Linked DNA regions of Sus scrofa: regions 1 and 3 are each linked to region 2. A link is a contact called in public HiChIP or PLAC-seq and promoter capture Hi-C data. All regions are on one chromosome and are shown on one strand. Each heading gives the region's core, a stretch centred on a gene start, on an enhancer-like site or on the middle of the called end of the contact. The rest is flanking DNA. Distances are from core to core; before and after follow the strand shown. Region 1 holds the start of RFTN1 (raftlin). Region 2 overlaps OXNAD1 (oxidoreductase NAD-binding domain-containing protein 1). Region 3 has its middle 29 kb from the start of RFTN1.

What was found. Promoter capture Hi-C pulls out the DNA fragments that hold promoters and counts their contacts. HiChIP or PLAC-seq counts read pairs in DNA pulled down with a chosen protein or histone mark.
Region 1: a contact with region 2 is called in a promoter capture Hi-C map of fetal liver, with 5 times the contacts expected there. The contact joins the promoter of RFTN1 here to the enhancer-like site in region 2. A contact is called at or near these places in 4 of 5 promoter capture datasets (fetal liver, fetal skeletal muscle and liver), 8 of 47 Hi-C or Micro-C datasets (brain, embryonic fibroblasts, epiblast stem cells and 5 more) and 2 of 2 datasets of contacts at active chromatin or transcription factors (alveolar macrophages and skeletal muscle).
Region 3: an H3K27ac HiChIP or PLAC-seq map of alveolar macrophages shows a contact between it and region 2. The contact joins two enhancer-like sites. A contact is called at or near these places in 6 of 47 Hi-C or Micro-C datasets (adipocytes, blood, embryonic fibroblasts and 2 more) and 2 of 2 datasets of contacts at active chromatin or transcription factors (alveolar macrophages and skeletal muscle).

The regions. Positions count from the first base shown.
Region 1 is chr13:3,671,999-3,676,411 of Sscrofa11.1, reverse strand. It overlaps RFTN1 (raftlin), which reads left to right and starts at 1,340. Exons shown (of 10, transcript XM_021071357.1): 1 at 1,340-1,651.
Region 2 is chr13:3,416,158-3,420,078 of Sscrofa11.1, reverse strand. OXNAD1 (oxidoreductase NAD-binding domain-containing protein 1) reads right to left here. Exons shown (of 8, transcript XM_001925300.5): 4 at 2,532-2,638. Among named protein-coding and RNA genes, the nearest start is that of OXNAD1, 22 kb to the right of the region's middle. Within about 2 kb of position 1,953, at least 21 of the 83 cell types and tissues checked have an H3K27ac peak or open chromatin away from gene starts, as enhancers often do. A contact at or near this core is called in alveolar macrophages, fetal liver and retroperitoneal adipose tissue, where this site is marked.
Region 3 is chr13:3,701,576-3,705,988 of Sscrofa11.1, reverse strand. No RefSeq gene overlaps it. Among named protein-coding and RNA genes, the nearest start is that of RFTN1, 29 kb to the right of the region's middle. Within about 2 kb of position 3,003, at least 1 of the 83 cell types and tissues checked has an H3K27ac peak or open chromatin away from gene starts, as enhancers often do. A contact at or near this core is called in alveolar macrophages, where this site is marked.

The sequences.
Region 1 (4,413 bases), core at 91-2,590, 260 kb before region 2:
CTTGTACAACTTATCCACATATAATATTGTCTGAATCTGAACTTGGTCTGTCATCTGATCTTGTTTTCTCCTAGATGGTAAAGCCAAGCAGGGGAGAGAGTGAGAGAGACTAGAGGGGCTGGTGGTGAGCGATACCAGCAGGCAGCGAAGTGGGAATGGAAAGGGGCAAAAACCAGAAACAAAATGGCAGTGGAGGAGGGGGAAGGCACACAGAATTGGGATGGCTACAGAGAAGGCAAACTAGGAAGAAAATATCTCAGAAGCTGTGGTTAGAGGAAGTCCTGAAAACGAAATAGTGCTTCTTTACCCCTGGGGAGTGTTATTAGTATCAGAATGACATCATTAAAGCACCGTTGGGGCCTCCATCCTGTGGGCTCCAATGCCTAAGGGCCCCTCTTTGCCCAACCAGAAAATGTAGATAATCAGATTATGTCCCCTGTCTTGTTTCAGTCTCCTTATAATAATATTAATAACAATAATAACAAGGATAAGAGCTACGTTATAGGGTGCTTTCCTAAACACTTTACACATAGAACCCATGAGAAAGTGCTATTTAAGAAAGGAAGAAACAGGCCCAGAGCAGTTAAGTCACTTGCCCAAGTCACACAAAGTAAATATGGATGGAGGCCAGCAGGCCCAACCAGATGATTTGGCTCTAGGGCTCCCGCTATTAACCCTTACACTGTAATTTTACTTTGTCTAAAAAGCTCCAAGAAGAAAGATTTCTATAATGGGCTCACTGCCTCACATCTTTGATTCACTAACGTGGGCCTGGCCTGGCGTTTTTATTTATTTAATTGCCTCCTCAGGCAGCCTCAAGTTGCAGGCTAAGACGGTTCCCCAGATCTTCTCAAAACTTCTGGGCACCTGAAGTAACTGGGCTAGGGTGTGGCACGGGGGACAGTGGCATGATCCCACTCCCTAAGCACAATCTCTTAAGAAATAACGCATATGCCTGGGGATGGGCCCACCTGTGGCATGAGGAGGAACGGTCCTCTCTTCTCTGTGGTCCTCCCAGCCCCCAAACGAGCACCTTCGGTGGCAGTCGCCCTCCAGTATCCAGCTCCAAATTTGAGGGTTCCCAGCCCCACGCGCGTTCTTGACGCACGCAACCTAGGTTAAAACGGGTTGGGACGGTGGGCGGGTGAACCTCTGACCTCTGCGAGGAGGGGCAACTAGGGTCGCCGGCAGCGGGGAGCGCACAGGTTGCGGGCTGCGTGGAGGCGACGGAGCGGCGAGTGGAGGGGGCGCGGGGCCCGCTCGTCGCTCCCGCGGCTGCTGTTAGGGGCCGCGCGGCTCCCCAGAAGATGCGGCGCAGCATATTTTGCACATGAGTTCAGAGGAAGAGGAAGTGTAGCCGGCGGACGCGCGGCGGCGACGGGGGCGCGTCGGGGCTGGAGCCGGAGCGCGCCGGGCTCAGGGCGCAGCGAGCGGGAGCGCGGCGGCCGCGGGCTCCGCGGAGGGACGGGCGCACAGATCGCAGGAGGGACAGACCCAAGAGCACGCCTCGCAGCCGGCCACGTTCCCACCCCCTGGCGCCCACGCCTTCTCCGCACCGCCTCCTCTATATGGCACAAACTTTCCTCCCGGGACGGAACACGCTGTCTTCGGGAGCCCGCGCCCGCGCCTTCTTCTCGCCTGGTCCAGAACGGTAGGTGGACGCCTGCCGAACTCGGGGTGGAGGAAGGACCCGGCGGACGGGGCGAGGGGGGAGCCGGTGGGCGCCTCCTTGGAGGTTGCCCGGGCTGGGCATGCTTCTCGGGCGTCGGGGCTGCCACCCCTGTTCCCCGCACCTTTGGCCGGGATTGGATGGGGTCGGGCCGGATCCGTGGGACGCGGCGGTATTGGGCCAACTTTTTTTGGGTGGGGGGGGGCGCGGAATCCTCCCTGGCGCGCTATGGAGAGAGGCACCCCAGAGCAGTCTGTTGAGGGCCGTGGGCTCCGCATGCTCGGGGCGCCGAGGAAGGAAGCCGAGGGGGCTACAGGTGGGTCTAGGACACTGCTGCACGAGGTCCTCGGCAAAGATCAGGCGGGAGCTGGCCGCGGAGTCCGGGTTGCTGAGGGCGCGAGGCCGGGGTGGGCTGGGGCGGGGCGGGGCGGAGACGGCTCCTGCTGCCGTTGTGCGTGCGCCCTGGGAGGTGCGTTTGTTCCCGGTTCCCCGGACAGGGGTGCTGGACCGGCGGGAGCAGACGTGCCGCGCGTTTAGAGGAAGCGCCAGGGCCACGGGAGGCTCAGAGACTTGGGGCGCAGGGTGTGTGTGGGTCCCAGCACTAAAAACGGGCATCTCTCCTTCTGTGAGAGGGTTTCTTCTCTCGTCCTCACCTATTTCCTAGGCTAAGGGAAGCCAGCGTGGACCTGGGTCAGGGAGGGGTGGTGGTGGCGTTTATTTCAGGAAGCCCCGTGATCAGGCATGCACACCCCCTTCCTGGGTCAGGGCTCATGCCCTTCACCTGGTGTGGCGCTGTCTTTGGCAATGAGAACGGCTTGGAGGCCAAGGTGCTGTACCCAGGCATGCTGCTGCCTCCCTGTTGCTTGCACTTGGCTGCCCAATGTGCTAGTGGGTGGTCCCCAGGGACGCTGGATGGTGTCAGCGAGTTTGTTAGGGGCTTTAAAAACAAACAAAAAGTATTAAAAAAAAAAAAAAAAAGTCTGGCACCAATCCCTATATTTGAGTGGCTGCCCTGTTTCCAGCAACAGTCCCTTGTTGTAATTGGTACAGCTGTTTTCAGATGCTGGGCGCAGTCAGGCGAGGCTTCTTCCAGCCCCTGCCATCGTGTGTCATCTCAGGATAAGTGAGGCCCTGCCAGGAAGGAAGGCAGGCGTAATGTGAGCAACCTTTAGGTCTGTGGGTAGGGCTTGCTCTGCACTCCACATGTCCCTGGTCTGGAATTCCCAATTTGTACCTCTGAACAGCTGAATTCCCTACCAAGTTCAAATGACCCCAGATGTCACCAGGCTCCACAGGGGGGTTTAGCGACAAGCTGTTTGGGGCTCTTTGGTGCGTGTGTTCTAACCTCAGTGAAATCACTTTAACCTCAGAGGGAGCTCTGCATCCTCTTTTGCCTTCAGTGGGGTTTCTGGCCTGAGAGCTGGGACGTCATCCTCTGGCTGCGTTTGTATAACAAGTTGCTGGGTTGGTTTTTCTTTGTTTGTCTTTTGGCTACATGGATGTGGTGCACATGGAAGTGGGCTCTTGTGCAGTAGCTGATAGATTTGGTGCAGGAACTGAAAGAGAATAAATTGGGAATACAAGTCAGTGAGTTCTTTTTCTCCCTCTTGAGCAGGAATTTTTGGCTTGCATTCAAATCATTGCTTTGTCTATAGGGAAACAGGCAGAAAATCTTTGGCATGAGTGATGTAAGTTCCTGTAAAGCTACTTGTATTCTTCCAGTCTTAACTTTTTAACAGAATTGAAATTATGTGGGCTCATGACTTGGTAGTCATGAATGTCTTGCTAAATTTCTAAGGAGGTGGGCTAGGGAGTGGGCGCTGTGACTCTTTCCCCCACCCATCTTGTTTTAAAAAATATAGATAAAGTTGCAAGAACAATGACCACCCAAATACCAGTATCTAGCTAATTTTACAATATTGGCTTTATTATACATCTGTTCATTTATTTGTTCCTCTCTCCATCAGTGCAACTCATTGTTTTATGCATTTGAAATGAAATTACAGACATCAGTACAGGTCTCTTCTAAACACGTGGCACAGTGGAAACAGATCCCACTAGGAACCATGGGGTTGCGGGTTCCATCCCTAGCCTCTCTCAGTGGGTTTAGGATCCGGCATTGCCGTGAACTGTGGTGTGGGTTACAGACAAGGCTCGGATTTGGCGTTGCTGTGGCTCTGGTGTAGGCCGGTGGCTATAGCTCCAATTAGACCCCTAGCCTGGGAACCTCCATATGCCACAGGTGCAGCCCTAAAAGGACAAAAATAAAAAAATAAACATCCCAATGCACATAATTTATAATTCAATATATGTTCATAATTTTCCTAAGGTGAAATTTATACATATGGTGAATTTATACACACATATCTATATACAGATATTGAAAGGCACAAACCTTGAGAGTAACATTTGCATAATGTTTTGACAGATATGTACACCTGTGTAACCTTAGTCTCTATCAAGATGAAGAATGTTGGAAGTTCCCATCATGGCTCAGTGGTAACAAGCCCAACTAATATCCGTGAGGATGCGGTTGGATCTCTGGCCTTGCTCAGTGGGTTAAGGATCCAGCATTGCCGTGGCTGTGGCGTAGGCCGGCAGCTGCAGCTCCGATTCAACCTCTAGCCTGGGCTGAATATATGCCAACCACATGTCATGGGTTCGGCCCTAAAAAGCAAAAACAAAAAAAACAAAAAAAAAGATGGAGAATGTTGCCTGTCACTCCCAGAAAGTCCTTTGTTTCT
Region 2 (3,921 bases), core at 704-3,203:
TCCTAAGACAGAGAAATATTACTGTTCCCTCTTTAAAGACATAGAAACTGAAGCCCAGAGAAAGAAGGAAGCCGCCCACATCACAGAGCCAGCAGGTAGAAAAAGCCAGCCTGTGGGCCACGCAGTCTACAGAGCATGGGGCGTGTGACGCTGTGATACAGCCTCCAGAGGGAACGGACCTGGCCTCCAGTGAATGCCCCCAAGGAGCGCTGATCCTGGCAACTCCAGGCTCTCGCACACCGAGTGAGGACTGCCAGTGGCACACTCCAGCCCCAAGGGGGAGTCCAGATATTTCCACCCTCAGGGAGGAGAATTCTAAGATGGTCAAGAGTAGGACTCACCAAGGAGCAAGGTGCCAAGTGGTGACCGACTGGTCAGACAGGCCCAAAAGGTTTAGCCCGGCACATGGGAGAAATGGTTTCTAGGAGTTTTCTCTTTGGCCCTTCTCTCTGGATTGGACTGTGTGGGTTCTTAGAACTGGTTCCCCAAGACAGGAACCAGAACCCTCTGGAGACCCAGAAAGAACACCACATAGCAGGAAGAACCCCAGAGACCCATCTCTGGTCTTCGCTGAAGGCTAGCTTCAGAGCATTCACTCATCCATTCAGAGGCGGGCCTGCAGCCTGCCCCAGAGTTTGGCAAGTGTCGGGGGAAAGAGCTCAGGAGTGTATCGTCATGGCCCAACCCCTATCCCAAGAGCCCAGTGGCAATCCTCTCCCTACCCCACGCAGCACTCTACTCTGACCATCCCAAGCACACAAGCTGCATCAGCCACAATCACACACTCCCTCTTTCCCTAATCCTTGCCTCGTCCCCCAAGTGCCAAGCGGAGGTGACTGTATATCAGACGATCTAGGAGAGCCTGGCACATAAGCCATCCCAGCAACAACGCTGAAGGAGCAATGCCACACCTCAGCAAAGGGCCATTCTGTAACCACAAAGTCACACATCCAAAGGGCTCACAGCTTCCAGAGTCGTAGAGTGAGTCAGTGGTGAGGGAATAATCTTTTAAAGAGGACAGTCCAGGCGCCAGGAGTGAGTGCTAAGGACACCTGGCAGGGAAATGGTCAATACTGACCAGCCAGAGGTGATCCGCCCCCATGTCAGGCATGTACTAAAACCAGCCCCAACATCAGGGAAGTCACCAAATCTATTCACTGATACGGGGTATGTAACACCAACCCCGAGTGATTTTATCTTGAGGATCACAACGGGACCCTATTTCTATGTGTATCACTAGGGAATGATGACATTTTTCTTCACAGTTTTTGCTAGTGCTAGTACAATTGCACGCACACCAGGGAAGCAGCAACATAACCAAGGCACAGGGTTTTTCTAATCAGGACACTGGGGTCAGAGTCTTGGCACAATCCTAAACTGAAGGCACGGAGCTAAGGGTGTGCACAGGACACAAACACTTTCCCAGAAGGGAAATGTGGAAAGAAAGATCATTACAATTAAAGTTTGCACTTTTCAGTGTAATAACAGCTAAACTAGTTTCGAAGGGTAAAAAACGTTGCCCACCCCCCCAAACCAGCCCAAATGCACTTAATATGTATCACCGAACATGTGCAAAGATTGCAGTAAATTGCTTCATGAACGCAAATTATTGCAATCAGCATCTTGTTTTCTAGTTCTAAATTCAAAGGCAAACTATTAACACAAGACTGCTAACTCTTGCTATTATCACACTTGCTATTATCACACATCCTCCTTCTAACAAAACCACATTTCCAGATGGACTGCCAAAATTAGTCAAGTGACTCCTAAGAAAGACTACCAAGACTGACATGCCAGAAATTCATTTAGAAATGAATGCTTTATTTAAATCAAGGAAACAGACACCCAAACACACCTTTCCTAAGGAAATACAAGTCACTTTATTTACAATTCAACTTGAATTGCAGCTCAGGGAGGCCATTCTCAGGAACAGTGGGACAGCTGGGCTGTCACCCTGGCAGCATACTGACTAGTCCTCAGAGTCCTGAGTGTGATGTGGGCTGGGCCAGATGGGGGGACCCTGATAATAAATTCAGCAAAATATTTCAACTCCACAAAATACAGTATGAGGGAGGCAGGAATTCGGGCCAGAGGGCAAGCAGCTCTGTGACAGAACTGGTTAGAAGAACCAGTTTCAGCCTGCTGTGTTTACTCTGTATTTCAGATTAGATTACTGCAGTGCATTCTATTATCCACTATCCACTCCTGAATCACCAGAGTTGTTGGGCTTCATCAGGGTCCTTGGCCACAACTAGCTGCTTTGTTTCAATCTGGAAAACTCAAGGCAGCAATTTTCTTCTTATGTCTAAGAGGGTCATGGGCTCAAAACCAAGGTGAGCTCTGGGACAAGAAAAGGAATCAGACTCTCTGTGACAAAAAAAAGCACAGCCTGAATGGAGACGCTCTAAGAATCCCTATGCCTCAGGAGAAACAGTGGCCACAGAAGTCCTTTCCAGAAGGAAAAATAAAGTTCTTATATCTGGCAGCACCCAGAACACACACAACACTTAGGAGACAGAAAAGCTACTTACCATTGGCCGGCTTTAAAAGAAAAATCTTTATCAGCAACAAGCAAGCGGAGCCTCTTCACAGATGGGGACTCATGGGCCACTCCACACACCTTAGCCACTGACACCACCTAGAGCCAAAGACGGTGGCTGAGGTTAGGTACACACAACTCAGGAACAAACTGTGGCTTTCTTATAACTAAGGTTTTTTTTTTTCTTTTGAAATCTACAAAGATGTGGTTTTTGATAATTGCAAAACAAGGTAAAGCACACTTTGCTTTAGAATTCTGCCTTCCACCAGGTGAACAAATTTCATTTAGGGGAGACTTGCTAGCCCACTGACTGAATTTTATTCTGCATAAAACATTTCCATGTCCTGGGCTGGGCCCTCTGGGAAGAACCAGGGCCCCAGAGACCTGTAAAGTCCCTGCCTGGAGCCCACCTGCTCTGTCAATGCTGTGCACGCAAATAAGAAAAGCTGATGTATGTTCTGAGCTTTGCCACAAGTCTTTGACAAGCTGAATTCAGAAATTAACTTTTTTTTTTTTTTTTTTTAGCAATTTCACAGTGTAACTTGTATGCCTGTTGACTCTAATGATAGACCACAAACTGGGTTTGTACTCCTTGTGCCTTTGTTTCTTTTCATTCATCCACTCATTTTGGCCATGCCTGTAGCATGCAAAGTTCCTGGGCCAGGATAAAATACACCCCACAGCAATGACCTGAGCCACAGCAGTGACAACACCAGATCCTTAACCACTAGGCCACCAGGGAACTACCATTTATTTTTTCTAATTCACTTTTTATTATATTCTACAAGATATAAACAGTCCACAAGCTTGAAAAAACAACAAAAACTGCCCATTGCTATAGATAGTTGGAGAAGCACTATTTTAAATGCTATGTCTGGTTTAAAAAAGGTCTGAGTCAGGAGTTCCCGTAGGGGCTCAGTGGTTAACGAATCTGACTAGGAACCATGAGATTGCAGGTTCGATCCCTGACCTTGCGGGTTAAGGATCTGGCTTTGCCGTAAGCTGTGGTGTAGGTTGCAGATGCAGCTCCGATCCCCTGTTGCTGCGGCTCTGGTGTAGGCCAGCGGCTACAGCTCCGATTAGCCCTAGCCTGGGAACTCCATATGCTGCAGAAGCGGCCCAAGAAATGGCAAAAAGACAAAAAAAAAAAAAAAAAAAAAAAAGGTCTGAGTCAAACACACTTCAGTTGCGTGCCATCACCCCTCAAATTTCAAATGCCTCTACTTCCCACTTTCTTTGTTTCTTCCGCCTTTGGGTTTCTCTTCCTCTCAAATCTGGGACTTCTTCACAATGAGGGAAAAAAGGTGGCAGAACTCTTCCCTCCACTTCCTACTGCCCTTCAGCTCCACTTTGGGCAGCAAATCAAACTGGCGGCTGGTGAC
Region 3 (4,413 bases), core at 1,754-4,253, 280 kb before region 2:
AAAAAAAAAAACAACTCTGAAATGGTGAAGCAACAGAAGTGCCTGGTTTGATGGAAAGAAGATGTTGAAACTAAGCAAAAATGTTTAAGTTGGCAAAAATTAGAGCCAAGTGGAAAAAAATGGCCAAGTCCATCCCTCAGGCAGTGCCTGGTAAGCGCCCACATCCAGACTGGAACAGGCAACCCCAAAAGTTGGAAAATGTGTGAGCAAAAAGGAACTTTGAGCTAGTGTCACTTTTAAAAAGTTTTTAAAAATGTATTTTATTGAAGTATAGTAGATTTGCTATATTGATTTACTATATTTCTTGAAGTATAATGTTGTACTTTCTGCTGTGCAGCAAAGTGATTCAGTTATACACACATATATATTCTTTTTAAAATATTATTTTCCTTTATGCTGTATCGTAGGATATTGAATATAGTTCCCTGTGCTATATAGTAGGACTTGTTTATCCCTTCTATATGTGGTTTGCATCTGCTAATCCATATTAGTGTCACTTTTTATTTTAAGAGAAATGAGTGTGTGTGTGTGTGTGTAAGAAATAAAAACAATAAAAGATTTTATTATTTATTTATTTATTCTTTGCTCTTTAGGGCTGACCCATGGCACATGGAGGTTCCCAAGCTAGGGGTCAAATCGGAGCTGTAGCTGCTGGCCTATACCACAGTCACAGCAATGCCAGATCTGAGCCTCATCTGCAACCTACACCACAGCCCATGGCAACACTGGATCCTTAACCCACTGGCCAGGGATCGAACCTACATCCTCATGGATCCTAATCAGATTTGCTTCCATTGCACCACTGTGGGAACTCCCAATATAAGATTTTAGAATGAAATTGTTCAGGCTGCAGCAGTGAGCATACATCATAAGAATCCTGGGATCTTTAATATCAGAAACAAACATCTCTCCTAGGCCCTGACTTCAGATGAATTGGCCATTGTGTGGCTTCCTCTAGAGACCCAGCCTGTCTACAAGAAAAGACTCACACAAAACTCTATTAATTTTTCATTCCCCTGGCAAGAAGTGATAGCTCAACCTGCAGAGATCCACTCCTTGCTGTCAGTTGATGTTTAGGAGATCTATAAAAATGGCATGGTTGGCCTCGAAAATTCTTCTATCTGTGCCAGGGCTACATTCTCTACAGAGCCAAAGACAACACCTTTATTTTCCTCCAAACCTGGAGAAAAGGTTTGGAGACCATTACATATTAGGCACTGCCCATAAGCCACACTATGGTCTGTGCTTTATAATGTGGTTATGGTTGTTCCCATTTTAAAGATAGAGAGATGGAGTCTTAGAGAGAAGACACATGCTGTTTCCTCCATACTCAGCATCCTTCCTCTTTGTTTCTGGTTTTCTTTGAGGGACATGACTTCCCCAGTCCTGGTATGGGTTTGGGAGGAGGCTACCACCCATAGTAGTCTACTCTCTTCTAACCAATGCTATGCTCTTTCCAAAGAATCCCAATCTTGTTAAAGCACTGTACGGATGGAAGATGTTTGGGGTCCTCCTAAATTATCTGCTCCCATGATCCGCCCTTCTATCTTTTCAATGGCCTGATTCTTCTAAGCTTTTACTTACTTTCTGGCCTAAGTTGTCCAGAGTTGGGTTTTTTTGTTTTTTTGTTTTTTGTTTTGGAGCTTGCCTGCACTTGTTCCCATGTGAGTCCCTCAGTCTTTCTGCTGCTTCTCTTTGCTGCCTGTGGTTATGATTTTGTGCACTGGGTGTGTGATGCACATGAAAAGAGGGAAGGAGGTGGTGCATGCTGTGCCATCTGAGTGCACCTGCCCCTGTTCAAGGCCATGGATTTGTGTTTCTCAGCATACCTGTCCAATGTGACTTGAGGGTGACCAGAGGGTCTGGTGGTCTCCACGATCTGCAGCTGAAACTCCACGTGAGAATCCCTAGCTGTGGGACTATTTCTGCAAGTTCTCATTGAGTAGCACTAAGCTAGGGATTCATTTAACTCTTTTTTTTTCCTTTTTAGGGCCATTCCTGTGGCACATGGAACTTCCTGGACTAGAGGTCAAACTGGAGCTGCAGCTGCTTGCCTACACAGCAGACACAGACACAGCCATAGCATTGCAGGATACAAGCCACATCTGTGACCTATGCTGCAACTTGTGGCAATGCCAGACCCTTAACCCACTGAGCAAGACCAGGGATTGAACCCACATCCTCATGGATACTAGTTGGGGTCTTAACCTGCTGAGCCACAACAGAACTCCTAGGGCTTTAACTCTTGCATGATAAGGGGTATGCATTTAGTGCCTATCGATTATCTAATATTAGTATCGTGCCTTTAAATGAAATATTATTCCTCACAACAGCACATATATACATCTGAATAATAGGGGTCTAACCGTGTGGGAGACACGTAAAAGACTGAGTTCATGGACCGTGAAGGATGCAGATGGATTTGAGGATTTCCTGTACACATTCTGTACACCCCACCTCCCAAAGCCACATGGCCTACAGGTGGGGAAGCTGCATGATAATCAATGCAGTGTCTGTTATTACATCAGAAGGACTCATTCATCAGACAGCAGGGATCACAGAGAAGCAGCGCTTGTGTTACCCTGCTAGGCAGACCTGTAGGGATATGGGTTCTATAGGCACCTCTGAGAGGGTGTTGGACTTAGAGGATGGCTTTAAAGACAAATATTGCTGCCTTATGTTTTGTGTGAGTGGGGGGGGGGTTCCTTGAGCAACTATATGAGAACAAACAGTGGAAACATAGCAAGTACAAGTCATGATTTTGGGAACATTAATTTCTTACTAAAACTGCCTTGTGCTTGAAAACTTGAGCCCACAGCTGGGGTTTGGCAACCAAACCCTGCATGTTTGGGTTCTGGTTGAGTCTAAGATGCAGTTGATTGTATGAGGGATTAGCTTTTGCAGGGGTTACGGGCCCCTCCCCGTAACCCCTGTGGGGAGAAAAGTGTTGCTTGTTGGGGATAAACCTCAGCTAAAGTTGAAGTCGGGACAGACCTGTAGGGGGAGCTCTCATGCCCCATTGCACATCATTCATCACTCCAAACAGGAAGGAATGTACTGCTAGGACTTCCATCAGGAAGATGCCTCTACTTACTATCCAGCAAGATAAATCTACCCTCTGCCCTAGGGTAGCCCAGCCAATCAGAGACTGTTCCCCCCCAACCAATGAGATGCCTCCATGCTTTGGACCCCCAGCAACTCCAATGGACTCTTTTGTTATCTCAATCCTGCCAACTCCCCCTTTTTCTCTATAAAAGACTTGGAGGATGGCTTTAAAGACAAATCTTGGTTCTCTGGATTTGCCTGTGGTCCACCATTATTTCACACATCCTGAATTGCAATTCCTCTGGCTATTCCTGAATAAACTCGCTTTTGCTGGTAACATAGCTGGTTATTATATTATTTAAGATGACAGCCCCAAAATGAAAGGGAGACACGGAAAAAGGAATAATTATGCTACGACTCCAGGTCAGCCCCAGGGACTAATAATGAGAGCCAGCCTCTACTGATCACTTAGTCAGTGGCAGGCACAGTGTATTCCTTCGCTTTGTCCTCCTAACAACTCTGTACTGTCATATCCGTCACAGAAGAATCTGAGGTTTGAGATGTTAAATAAATTTTTCAGAGTCTCATACCCAGGTCTGTTGCTCTTGAAGACCTGGCCTCACTCCCACAGTGAGTGGAAGCCTCTTCAGGACTAACCTTTAAGGAAAGTGTGGCCTGCAGCTCATATTTGTGGGCACATGGCCTGGCTCCAATGAGTGAAACCCAAAGAGGATATTTTCAGCACCTCCATGGTATCAGCTTTGGGAGCCAGGGAATCAGTCAACCTCAAGAGTGAGGCATCTGTTCTCAAGGAACCAGAATGTACGTACCCCAGTTGTGTAAACTTGAGTCTCAGTCTCTTCTGTAAAATGGGGATGACAATAACTCCTCTATCAGGATTAGATTCATCTAGAATGACTAATCGTAGCTTAAACAAGGAAAGTGTATTTTCCTCTCATATAAACAAACTCTGGAGATGTACCATCCAGAAGTCATTTGGTGGCGCGATTGTCATCAAATATCCAGGCTTTGTGTATTTGTTCTGCCATTCTCACTGCATTTCTTTCACCTCAAAGTCCTAATAGCTATTCGAGCTCCAGCCATTACATCTGCTTCCATTCATCAGGAAGGAAGAAGGGGCAGAGGAGAGGGCACCTTTCTTTATGGTCGCTCTCTTCCTGGAAGTGCACATGCCTCTTCTGTTTACATCTCTGGATCAGAACTCAGCAAATGCCAAACCTAGCTGCAAAGGAAGCCGAGTTTTCCTTCTGTGAAGTCACTTGTCCAGCTAAGAAGCTAGAGTTCCATTACTAAGAAAGCTGGGGAGAATGGATATTGAGGTTGCTTGGAAGATGAAATGAGTTAAAT